2 separate regions of the Cricetulus griseus genome follow, and region 1 is linked to region 2. The links are chromatin contacts, called in public Hi-C maps. All regions are on one chromosome and are shown on one strand. The core of a region is the stretch at or near the end of the contact, and the rest is flanking DNA. Distances in the headings are between cores, read along the strand shown.

Region 1 (5,520 bases), core at 2,478-4,977, 66 kb after region 2:
CAGATTTCTATGAGTTCAAAGTGAGACTGGTCTGCATATTGAGCTCCAGGTCAAACAGGGCTACACAACAAAGCCTGTCAGAAAAAAAACAAAAGGACGGACAATACCCAAAATCCTCCACACATACCTGAGAAAGTATGTGTGAACATGTGTGTGCACTCAAGCACATGCACACACTCACACACACTCTCTCACACACTCACATACTCACATACTCTCACACACTCTCACGTACACTCACACATTCATACACACACACACACTCTGACACACTCACACTTACACACTCACACACTCTCACATACACACTCTCACACACTCTCACACTCAGATACTCACACATACACACTCTCACACACTCTCTCACACACTCACACACACATACACACTCTCACACACACTCTCACACACATACACTCACACATACATACACACATTCACACACTTTCTCACATACTCACATACTCTCACACACACACACTCTCTCACACACCCTCTCACACACTCACATACTCTCTCTCACACACACACTCTCTCTCACACATTCACACACATACACTCACACATACACACACTCACATGCATATTCATACACACACACTCTTTCTCTCTCTCTCTCTCACACACACACAAACATACACACACAAATTCTTTTAAGTTGTGGTCAAGTCTGTGGTCCCTTCTAACGTCCAGTAAATGTCTCATTCCATGACCTTCAGCTCAGCTTGCTGACGCTGTCATTCTGCCAGCTGTCCCGAAATAATTACTAAAAGTCCCAGCTTTGTTCCCAAGAATGTCCCCTGGGACAAAACAGCACATGGCCTGCCAGCTTAAGCGCCTTGCCTTGTATTGAAGGTGTGTGTGAAGCTGGGGATAGGAGCATGATGAGAAGCTCAGCTGCCCACTCACCTCTTTACAGAGGGAATGGAAGAGTGACGTGGCTCCTACAGGTGACCACCAGAGCAGATGACCTGCAGGCAGGCTAAGTGCAGTGAGCAAACTGGAGGAGGGTGGGGGATGGGAAGGGGGTGGAGTAAGTTGCAGAGAACCAGGGACAAACCCAAGAACAGAAATAAGCTTTTCTGGAATCTTGAGACAATTCCAAACAAAACTGGATGCATTAAATAGCTTTTCATTTCCCTGTACTTGATAAAATTCACTGTTTTTTAAAATCTGCAGAATATTCTACTTCAAAACATAAAGTCTAAAATAAAATTATCTAAGATTTTCCAAAAGGAAGGAGTCAAATTGAGCTTGCACACATTCACAGAAGAAGAAGAAGAAGAAGAAGAAGAAGAAGAAGAAGAAGAAGAAGAAGAAGAAGAAGAAGAAGAAGAAGAAGAAAGATCCATCACCAGAATTTTTAACTGGAACATATTAGACATTAATTTTTAAATGGAGAGCTAGCAACATGTTTATTGGTGTGTTTTTAAAGCCCCATACAGGGAGGAACACTTTGTGATGTCTGTGTAGACCATCTGTAAGTGAGACTCAGGCATTTTTACAGCATCTGTCCCAAGTCCACAGCATGTATGAAATATTTGAAGAACAATTCACCCTTTTTTCCAGGCAGATACAAGATACAGTTGAATGTATTTTATGGCCCAGGCATATACAAACCTACACAGCATTTTATAATCTACCTAAATGTCACCAATGTGATGGCAGGAAGGAGCAGAACAGTGATGAAGCTGTACCCTAGAGCCAAACACCAAGGTTTGAATCCTGCATGTACAAACTTGATGTTTGCATCTGTAAAATAAGGGTGGTTTTGGTAATTTGATTAGATTATCTAAATAAAATGTTTATGACCATTCTCAGAAAATAGCATGAACTATGATGACATTGACCACAATGACAACTCAAGTGATGGTGATTAGAGATTAGCCAGAAGATGGGACAATTGGAACATTTGAACATGAGCTTGGGGAGTAACAAATGTACACGTTATGAACTAGTCCCTGACAGAAGGTTCACTTTTGCTACTCTAAGAGGGTCCACCCGTCCATTATTCCCCCCCTACAAAAAAAATGACAAAATTCTAAGAGTTTTCTGTCAATCAAATGTGAATTGCTTGAGGGAAGGGACTGACATATATTTTCACACAGATAACTCACAGTACTTGAAATAAGGTGATTGAGTATTTGTTGCTATCCGTTGTCCAATGGCTCTTGAGAAAGTGTCATGTGCAGTCTGACCAGTGCTGGCTGTCCTAGATGCTAAGGACATATGTTGGCTTATTGGGTCACCCAAGGTCAAAGCTGGTCATACCACACCAGAACATTATCTTTAAGGAGTATGAAGAAATAAGTGGATTTTTTTGTTTGTTTGTTTGGTCTCTTGCCCATAATATATAAACAATCCCAACATTTTTCTTCCTGCAGTGTCTATTCTTAGCAGTCTTAGGCTTAGCTAGAAAGATCTTTCAGAATCCAAGCAGCCTTACCAAGCCATGGCTCTACTGGAAAAAGTAGAGGAAATGGCAGGAAGAAGTCCCAGAGACCAGGAACTAGTTTTAAGAGCCACATCAAAGAGTGAGGACTGAAAGTTCCCGACACTGCATAAGACCCCCAGACCCCTCATGTCAGGAACATGTCTATAATAATGGTCCCACAGCCAAAGTTCCTAGGCCTCATCAAGGGATGTGCCCTGTGACAAGTCACTGCACTGTGGAAGCTCAAAGCTGTATCATATCAGTTATGTTCCTTCATGGTCTCCTTCAGTCCATATGAAGCTGACCAGTCATAGGTCATTCTCACCAGAAGCCATGTTGCTTGGTAACACATTTGTTTCCATCCAGTTTCCAGGCAAGCAGGCTAGTGCATTAACCCAAAATCTTTTCATTCATTTTCTTTGAAAAGGAAAGATTATTATTATTATTATTATTATTATTATTATTTTGGTTTTTGAAGCCTGTCCTCGAACTCACAGAGATCCACCTGCCTCTGCCTACCTAGTGCTGGGATTAAAGGTGTGTGCCACCAACGCCCAGGGAGAAGGAAACATTTTGTTCACATTTCCTGGCATATTCCTGGTATACCCTAAAGTCAGTACCATGAGACCTTCATAGCTGACTGCTTTCTCCCTGCCCAACCATCATATGTCGCCTGCCTGGTTAACACAGTCATTGTCACAATTTTTTTGCAAAGCTTTCTATCCCCAACTCTAGAGCATGACACTTGGACAATTGTCAGAGACTAAACACTGCTTGCCTCCAACCTCTTCTAAACACATCTAACCTGCAGATCGCTCACCATTGTTTGTTCAGGCCTGAACAGCCTTCAGTGATGGTACCTAACCAACCACAGCCCTGGAACATAAAGTCAAAACAAAAAATTTGGATGTCCGTTCTGAAGAATTACATATTATACCCGGTATTAACTGATGGGTGCCTCTATTGTATGTTGTGGCTCCATCAAGGATCCTGCTGAAGCACCTGCTGCCCCGTGTCTACAGTGCCCACTTACCATGAGCTGCCACAGAGAAGTAACCAGGTCATATTCCAGCTGTTTCTCCAGAGCCAGGGACATCCATCTCAACAGTTAGACTGCACATCCCCAAGCTGGCCAGCTTAAACACAAGTGAACATACTGGGCGACTTCCAAGACACTGATAAATCACTGAGGGAAACAAAAGAGGAAGTTCCAGAGCAGAAAAGCAGGGATGCTGGGGAATTCAGCATTTGCTGATGCATTAGAACTTGGAGGAAATGGTCACTGCAGATTTTCTGTGGTCTGGTTCCAACCTGAGTCACTGCCTCCCTACTTCGGGAAATGGTAATAACCACTATGGGAACTACAAACAGACTCAAAAAGACTTTGACAGATTGAATCATAATCCAGCCTCCAGCCAGAACTTTCTAAGTAACCAAATGCATGGATTTTGGAAGAACAAAAAACAAATTCTCAAATCAAGGCTATAAAAGCCAAACCAAGCTGGGCGTTGGTGGCACATGCCTTTAATTCCAGCACTTGAGAGGCAGAGGCAGGCGGATCTCTGTGAGTTCAAGAGCCAGTGCCAGGATAGGCTCCAAAGCTACACAGAGAAACCCTGTCTGGAAAAATCTAAATAAATAAATAAATAAAAACTAAACCAAAAGTGTTCATATAAAAATTACAATTTTATTATTGAACATTTCAAGATCACAGGAATTTTATATGCAATTTCAACTATATTAATCCACAATTGAGAGCTAGCTTGGAGATTATTCTAGCTTGTTTTCTGTTTCTGTGATAAAGCACTGACCAAAACCAACATGTTCGAGGGGCGGTGTTTCAGTTACAGCTTCTAGTCCATCAAGTGAGGTCAAGACTCAAGGGAAGAGTCTACAGACAGGAACTGAAGCAAAACCCCAAAGGAATGCTGATGACAGGCTTGCTTTCCCTGGCTTTCTCAGCCACCTTTCTCATACAGTTCACCTGCCTAGGGATGGCACCACCCACAGTGAGCCGGGCCCTCTCACGTCAATAGAAATTCTGAAAATGCTTCACAGACATGGCCAAAGCCTAATATTATGGAGTTTCAACCAAGATTCCCTCTTCCCAGATATGTCTAGTTTTGTATCAAGTCAGCAAAAACTATGAACAGGACATTGTAGAGAAGAGCTGGTCCTATCAAGGGAGCCAAGAAGCAGATCCTTAGGCTTTTGTTCCATCCCAGACTACAGCCTGTAGGGTGATACTACCCCAACTTAAGTATTGTCCCTAGTGCCAGGCCCTGTGACAGACACATGCAGAAGTGAGTTTCACTAACGCATCTTTTAGTCCAACCAGACTGGCAACCAAGATTAACCATCAAGCCAGGCATGGGAGCTCAGGCCTTTAATCTCAACACTCAGGAGGCAGAGACCAGCAGATCTCTCTGAGTTTGAAGCCAGCCTGATCTACATAATGAGTTCCAAGACACGCAGGAGTACATGGAGAGACCCTGTCTCAAGTTTGAAACAAAACAAAACAAACAAAAAGATTAACCGTCATAGGGGACAACTCTACAGGCCAAATCAATGCAAGCATTTGAAGCTGAGAAAAAATAATAGCTGGGATCTAGTATATGCTTTCCAGCTCTCATTTCTTTGCAGGAAAGAAAAAAAAAAACTCCAATACAACAATAGTCCTTCTTCCTTCCCTGCTTTGTGTAAGCAGACTGACACCCAGGGGATGCTGATCAAACACATGTTAACAGTACTCTCCTTGACACTGAAAAACAACAAGGAAAAGAAGCACCAGTCAGGGCCCTGTAATAGAGACACATTTCTCTGAGAAAATAAAACAGAAAAAGCTAAGTAAGATTGAGACAGAAAGATTCCCAAGATGTGTTATTGCATGTGCATGCATGTGTATATACACACACACCAAAGTATACACAGATGTTTATTTATGTGACTATCTACACAGGATAGACGTGTCTATATGGTCAGGTTTCTGCCTGGATTTCTGAATAACATATAAGAACTCTTGGCTGCTGTTTACACCTGGAAGCAAATCCACGATGGGTTAATTACATATCAGCTTGTATTGTTTG
Region 2 (5,085 bases), core at 402-2,901:
AAATGGCTTCTACAAAAATGGGCTGTTCTTGCCAGCAGCGGTGGTGCATACCTTTAAACCCAGCACTTGGAAGGCAGAGGCAGTCGGATCTGTGTGAGTTCAAGGCCAGCCTGGTCTACAGAGCTAGTTCTAGGATAGTCAGGGAATACACAGAGAAACCCTGTCTGAAAAAAAAAAAATTTTAAAAAAGCTGTTCCATCATCAACAAAATGGTGACATGCCTTCCATGCATTCAGGGAATGGGCTCCAAGAAATATACCTCTTGGACACCAAAGAAATCTCAGAATTTGCCCATAGGATGGGAACTCCAGGTGTGTGCATTGATAACCAAGCTCAGCAGTGCCATCTGAGACAATGGAAATAGCTTATCTGTGTACGACCAGAAAACATATTGAGGATGACGAGTCATGCTCTGTGCTTCAGCAACCTGTCCCCCTGCTAAGTTCAAATATATAGTTACTGGGAATAAGGACTGACTGCCAAGTGTCCAGGTTATCAAACTGAAGAAATACTTACTTTGCTTGAGCACATCCATTCTTGCTCATGGAGCTTCCTAAGTTCATCTTATTTCCCTACCTATTCTCTTAGACTCTTAGTGTCCACTTGAACCCCAGTCTTTGCATTGGTCACATATCCAGTGGAGTTATTTGAGAAATTTCTGGACAAGATTCTCCCAACACAGGAGTTTTGATTGACAAGTAGACTGTGAGTCAATCTAATGAAGATGAGCAACACTCTTTAACAAGACAGGAGAGAATATGCTGGATGCACGGTTGGCATCATCCTCTCAGGTTCTCAGCTGTGTACTTACATGTAAGTGTATGCTGAAGAGCACATTGCTTATTATGGCCTGTCTTTCACAAAGTTTGGAAGCACCTGGTCTATATTAACAAGCGATATTGTGATGCATGGTGCAAAATCCAGGTGCTGTGCCCAAGTCAAATGAGCCACATTCCAGCCTTGGCACTACTGCTCCAAGAACCTAGGAAAGCCACTTTGTGTCTCCAGCCATCACCTTGCCTGCTTGTAAGACTGCTAGTGTGTCTGCCACACCTCTTGAAGGACAGTTGTGAAGTTGTTAAATGTGATCCCATGTAATGGAACGTGGAACTGTTTTAACGTACCTCGCATGAGCTACAAACACAGCAGAAGCAGCACTCACTGCTAACTCTTGTGGATCCATTTATGTAAAGTAGTTTGAAGTGTGAGTTGCATTGCATAGACAAGTATTATCTCTTAATGAGACGTATTTTCTGATAATCACTATATTTGCATGTATAGTCGAAGTTAACTGCAGCATTTCCTAGAATCATACTCCAAGTCTCCGATACAACCTCATTCCCGTTTTGCAGAGGCAGCTCATTGAATTGTGTGTATTGCCCAAGGTTATGCTGCTTATACTGAGGCAGAAGTACAGTGAGCTTAGCAGGCATAATAAAGAGGATGTGCTTGAGGCACAATGAGCTGGAGAATCCACTGATCCCACACAGCCCACAGAGGAGAATGACATATGGGCAGTATGGCCAGACACCACTAGACAAACACTACATGGCCTTTCCCTGCATGGGACATCCGTTCCTCAGCCACAGCAATGAAAGTGTGAGAGAGGCACCAGGCTGTCCTGGCTCCAAGTCAGCTGGCCAGCTTTGTGAGGGCTCATTCTATCGGGCTTTTCCTTCTGGTTTCAGGGAGCCTCCAACTTGTACAGAATGTGACTGGGGCTTTGAGAAGGTGCAGTTCCTGTCATGACCACAAGGTGATGCAATAACCCAAAGTAACTCTGGTGTTCTCAGGAGAAATCCAATTCTGTAGAAGGCTAAGAATTAGCTGTCAGTTCCACAAGGCCTCCTGCAAAACTTAAAGTGCCGATTAGTAAGGAAAATGCCAGATTCGTGGTTCCATCAGATCTAGAATGTGCATTCTGAAGTTGGGGTGTCACCTCTGGAGGTACACATTGATGGGCTACTGTGCTGAGTATGTGAAAAGATGAGAAGAGCAACAAAAATGCAGCCACTAGTACCAGGCGGTGGTTTCACCCTTGGGTATTGAGTGGGTGGGGAGCTTGAGAGCCCTGGGTATGGAGAGAAGAGAGCACGTGGCCTCAACCCTGATCCTGTAAGAGCCAGTGCCAAGTGGCTCGGGGTAACTGTGCGGCCCTCACTCACCCCGTGCACCTTTGGGGTTGATTGAGAAACCCAGCAGTGCAGTGAGGGAGAGTAGCTCCTGGCAGAAGTTAGGAGCACACCAGGAAACCTGATGCAGGACTCCATATTCTGGACCAGCAGCAGCACCTCAGAGACACAGATTCTGGCTTCCATCCCTTTCATTTGCTTCATAGGTGTCATGACCACAAACAGTTTTCCCTAGGTGCAGGGAGAAGCTCTGCGCTAACACAGGCATTCTGACAGCCTTGTGGTCTTACGCTACAAGTTAAGCACTTGTTGCACTCTGCATTTTTTATCTTTCAGAACAAAAAAGCAACAGGTGCCTTTGTTGTGAGTGATGCCCCTGACCAAAGCAAACAAATCCACAAAGCCCTCACACATGAGTATGGTGCCCATCTCTGTGCAGAATTCATTCCCATCTACTTACTAGGAGCAATGAGGTCGCTGTAACGAGCACTGCTCAAAAGTCCCCATGAGGACACTAAGGGAGGGTGGGGGCAGGGTCAGCGTGGGTGTTCCACTGGAATGCACGGATCACCAGGATTAGCCCAGCTGATTATCCCAGGAGAGGACCAAGTACATATAAGAGATCTGAGCTAACAGGATGCTGGACTGGCCAGCTGAGTGGTCTTTAGCAAGAGCACTAGAGCTCCAAGGACCTCAGACATCATCTACTGTCGTCCTGACCTTTCCACATGTGAGAAGCATTCAGCCTCACCTAGGAGTGAACAAGTGACCCCAAGGATGATGCTTCCTTCCAAAATCCATGGATTAAGTATAGACTTCACAAAATAATGTGAGTTCACCTTTGATACACAATTCTGTGACTTTGATTGATGTCTTTCCCCATGTTACCACTACCCTAGCTGACCAAGGCCACTGTGACAGTCGGGCAGCATGTTTACCTCTACCCCAGACAGGCCACCATCAGTGCTTTTCTGCTGCTACAGTGCTGGCCATGGTAGAACCGAGGGAAAGTGGAGACATGTAGTGTGCATACAAAGTACCAAGCCCTGGCAACAGGAACGCACACTCACTGCCAGTGGAAATGCAAAATGGTGTAACTACTTTGAAAAACAGTTTGGCAGTTTCTTACAAAGTTAAATATATACTAACCATATGACCCAGCAACTCTACTGTTGCATATGTATTTACCTAAGAGATTAGAAAACACATGTCCACAAAAAGACTTATAGACAAATGTTCATTGCAGCTTTATTCATTATCACCCCAAACCGGAAACAACACAAATGCCCGCCAGCAGGCACATGGAAAAGGAAATGATGGCATATTCACATAGCAGAACACCACACTACCAAAAAAAGAAGAAAAGCCGCCAATACACAGGACAGTGGGTTAGTGTCAAAGTCATCACGCTGTGGGGAAAGAAGCCACAAACAATACATTCTGGTACACTTGCAGAGACCTTGATTGTTTTGTTGTCTTTAAGACAGTCTCACTTCAAGGCCAAGCTAGTCTTATGTAGCCAAGGATGACCTGGCTGACTGAAGTGGTAGGGTTACAGGTGTGTACTGATGTGCCCATTATACATGCTGGGGATGAGCCCAAGGCCTTGCACGTGCTAGGCAAGCACTACTAACTGAGCCACACCTTTTGAAACACTCATCACTGCCTCGGCAACAAACCACACATCTGTGCTTGGCGTATTTGAATTCATCATTACTTTGAACTAACATCCTATACCTACTAATTTCATTTAATCTACTCATGAATAAAAGAGAAGAGCCCATAAACATAAGCTCATGTGTATAAGGCTGCTGTCTCAGTTAAAAATATAGCTGGAACCCTCTCAGTGGAACTCCTGACCCTGAAGGAGTCCTTGAGATAAGCTGAGAAGGATGTGTGGTGCTGCACACTTACCTGCCGTCCTGTGCTCAGAGATCTGATCCACAATTCAGAAATGAAGACATAAAGTGTCCTTCCTCCGTAGAAGTACACACACACATACTTATATACACCCCACATCCCCATATTGAATAATGAGATACGTCCCTGGGAGTCTCCTGTGCATCAGAGAAGCCAATATGACACTGCAAAGGCTACAGTGCTATGGTGGTGTTCATGAAACTTCTAGACTGTTGGCTTTAGTCCAATGCATTCATTCCTAAGCATGTCCAACCATACTTCAAAATCAAGCCATGTTCCTATCCCAGGGAAGGAGCGCTACCACTGGCAACCGTCCTGTCGGTCCTGGATATCAGTCTAGATTTTATTAGGAAAATGGAATGCACTCCATTTAGCCCAGGTGTGAAACCATTTTAAAATAAGATTGTGGTCAGGTGTAATGGCCCATGCCTTTAATCACAGCATGGGGGACAGGGGGTCAGAGGGGCAGAGGCAGCTAGATCTCTGAGTTTGAGGCCAGCCTTGTCTACCAGAACAGGCAGCTCTACGTAGTGAAACCTTGTCTTGGAGAACAAAATTAGGATTGTGGGTCAGGAGTGGTGGCCCAGGCCTTTATAGTCCCAACACTCAGGAGCCTAAGGCAGGAGGATCTCAACTTCAAGGCCAGTCTGGACTACACAGCAAAATACTAACTCAAAAAGAAAAATAAATAGGAAAAAAAAAAAAAGACTGAGAGCTGAGGTCAAATGTTGCCCAGGGTACTTAGTCTTCTTGCACAGGTAAAATATCTCTAGAATTTCTTTACAACACGCAGCACCAAGCAGGTAATCCAAAGAGCTTGCCAGGAAAGTCTAAACGTCTCATGTAGGGCATTTTTAAAATTCTGAGTTTGCAGTGATCTGGAGTGCCAGGCTCTCTCGGGGGCATTGTAATATTAGATGAGGCAAGGAGGTGGCAGTTACAGCTAACAGGGGCTTCTCTCTGCCCTTCTCCATCCTTCAGCTGCTCTTTGTGAAGAGGGCCTTTTGTGAGACTTCAACTCAGCTGACATTGA

Evidence for each region. A called contact is a pair of places that touch in the nucleus more often than the background predicts.
Region 1: a Hi-C map of the CHO-K1 cell line shows a contact between it and region 2, with 5 times the contacts expected there. The contact joins two enhancer-like sites. A contact is called at or near these places in 5 of 8 Hi-C or Micro-C datasets (the CHL-YN cell line, the CHO-K1 cell line, fibroblasts and 1 more).

The regions. Positions count from the first base shown.
Region 1 is chr2:138,461,599-138,467,118 of CriGri-PICRH-1.0, forward strand. No RefSeq gene overlaps it. Among named protein-coding and RNA genes, the nearest start is that of Zbtb10, 140 kb to the right of the region's middle. Within about 2 kb of position 3,728, at least 1 of the 6 cell types and tissues checked has open chromatin away from gene starts, as enhancers often do.
Region 2 is chr2:138,397,755-138,402,839 of CriGri-PICRH-1.0, forward strand. The region is part of intron 4 of Znf704 (zinc finger protein 704); the gene reads left to right. Among named protein-coding and RNA genes, the nearest start is that of Znf704, 150 kb to the left of the region's middle. Within about 2 kb of position 1,652, at least 1 of the 6 cell types and tissues checked has open chromatin away from gene starts, as enhancers often do.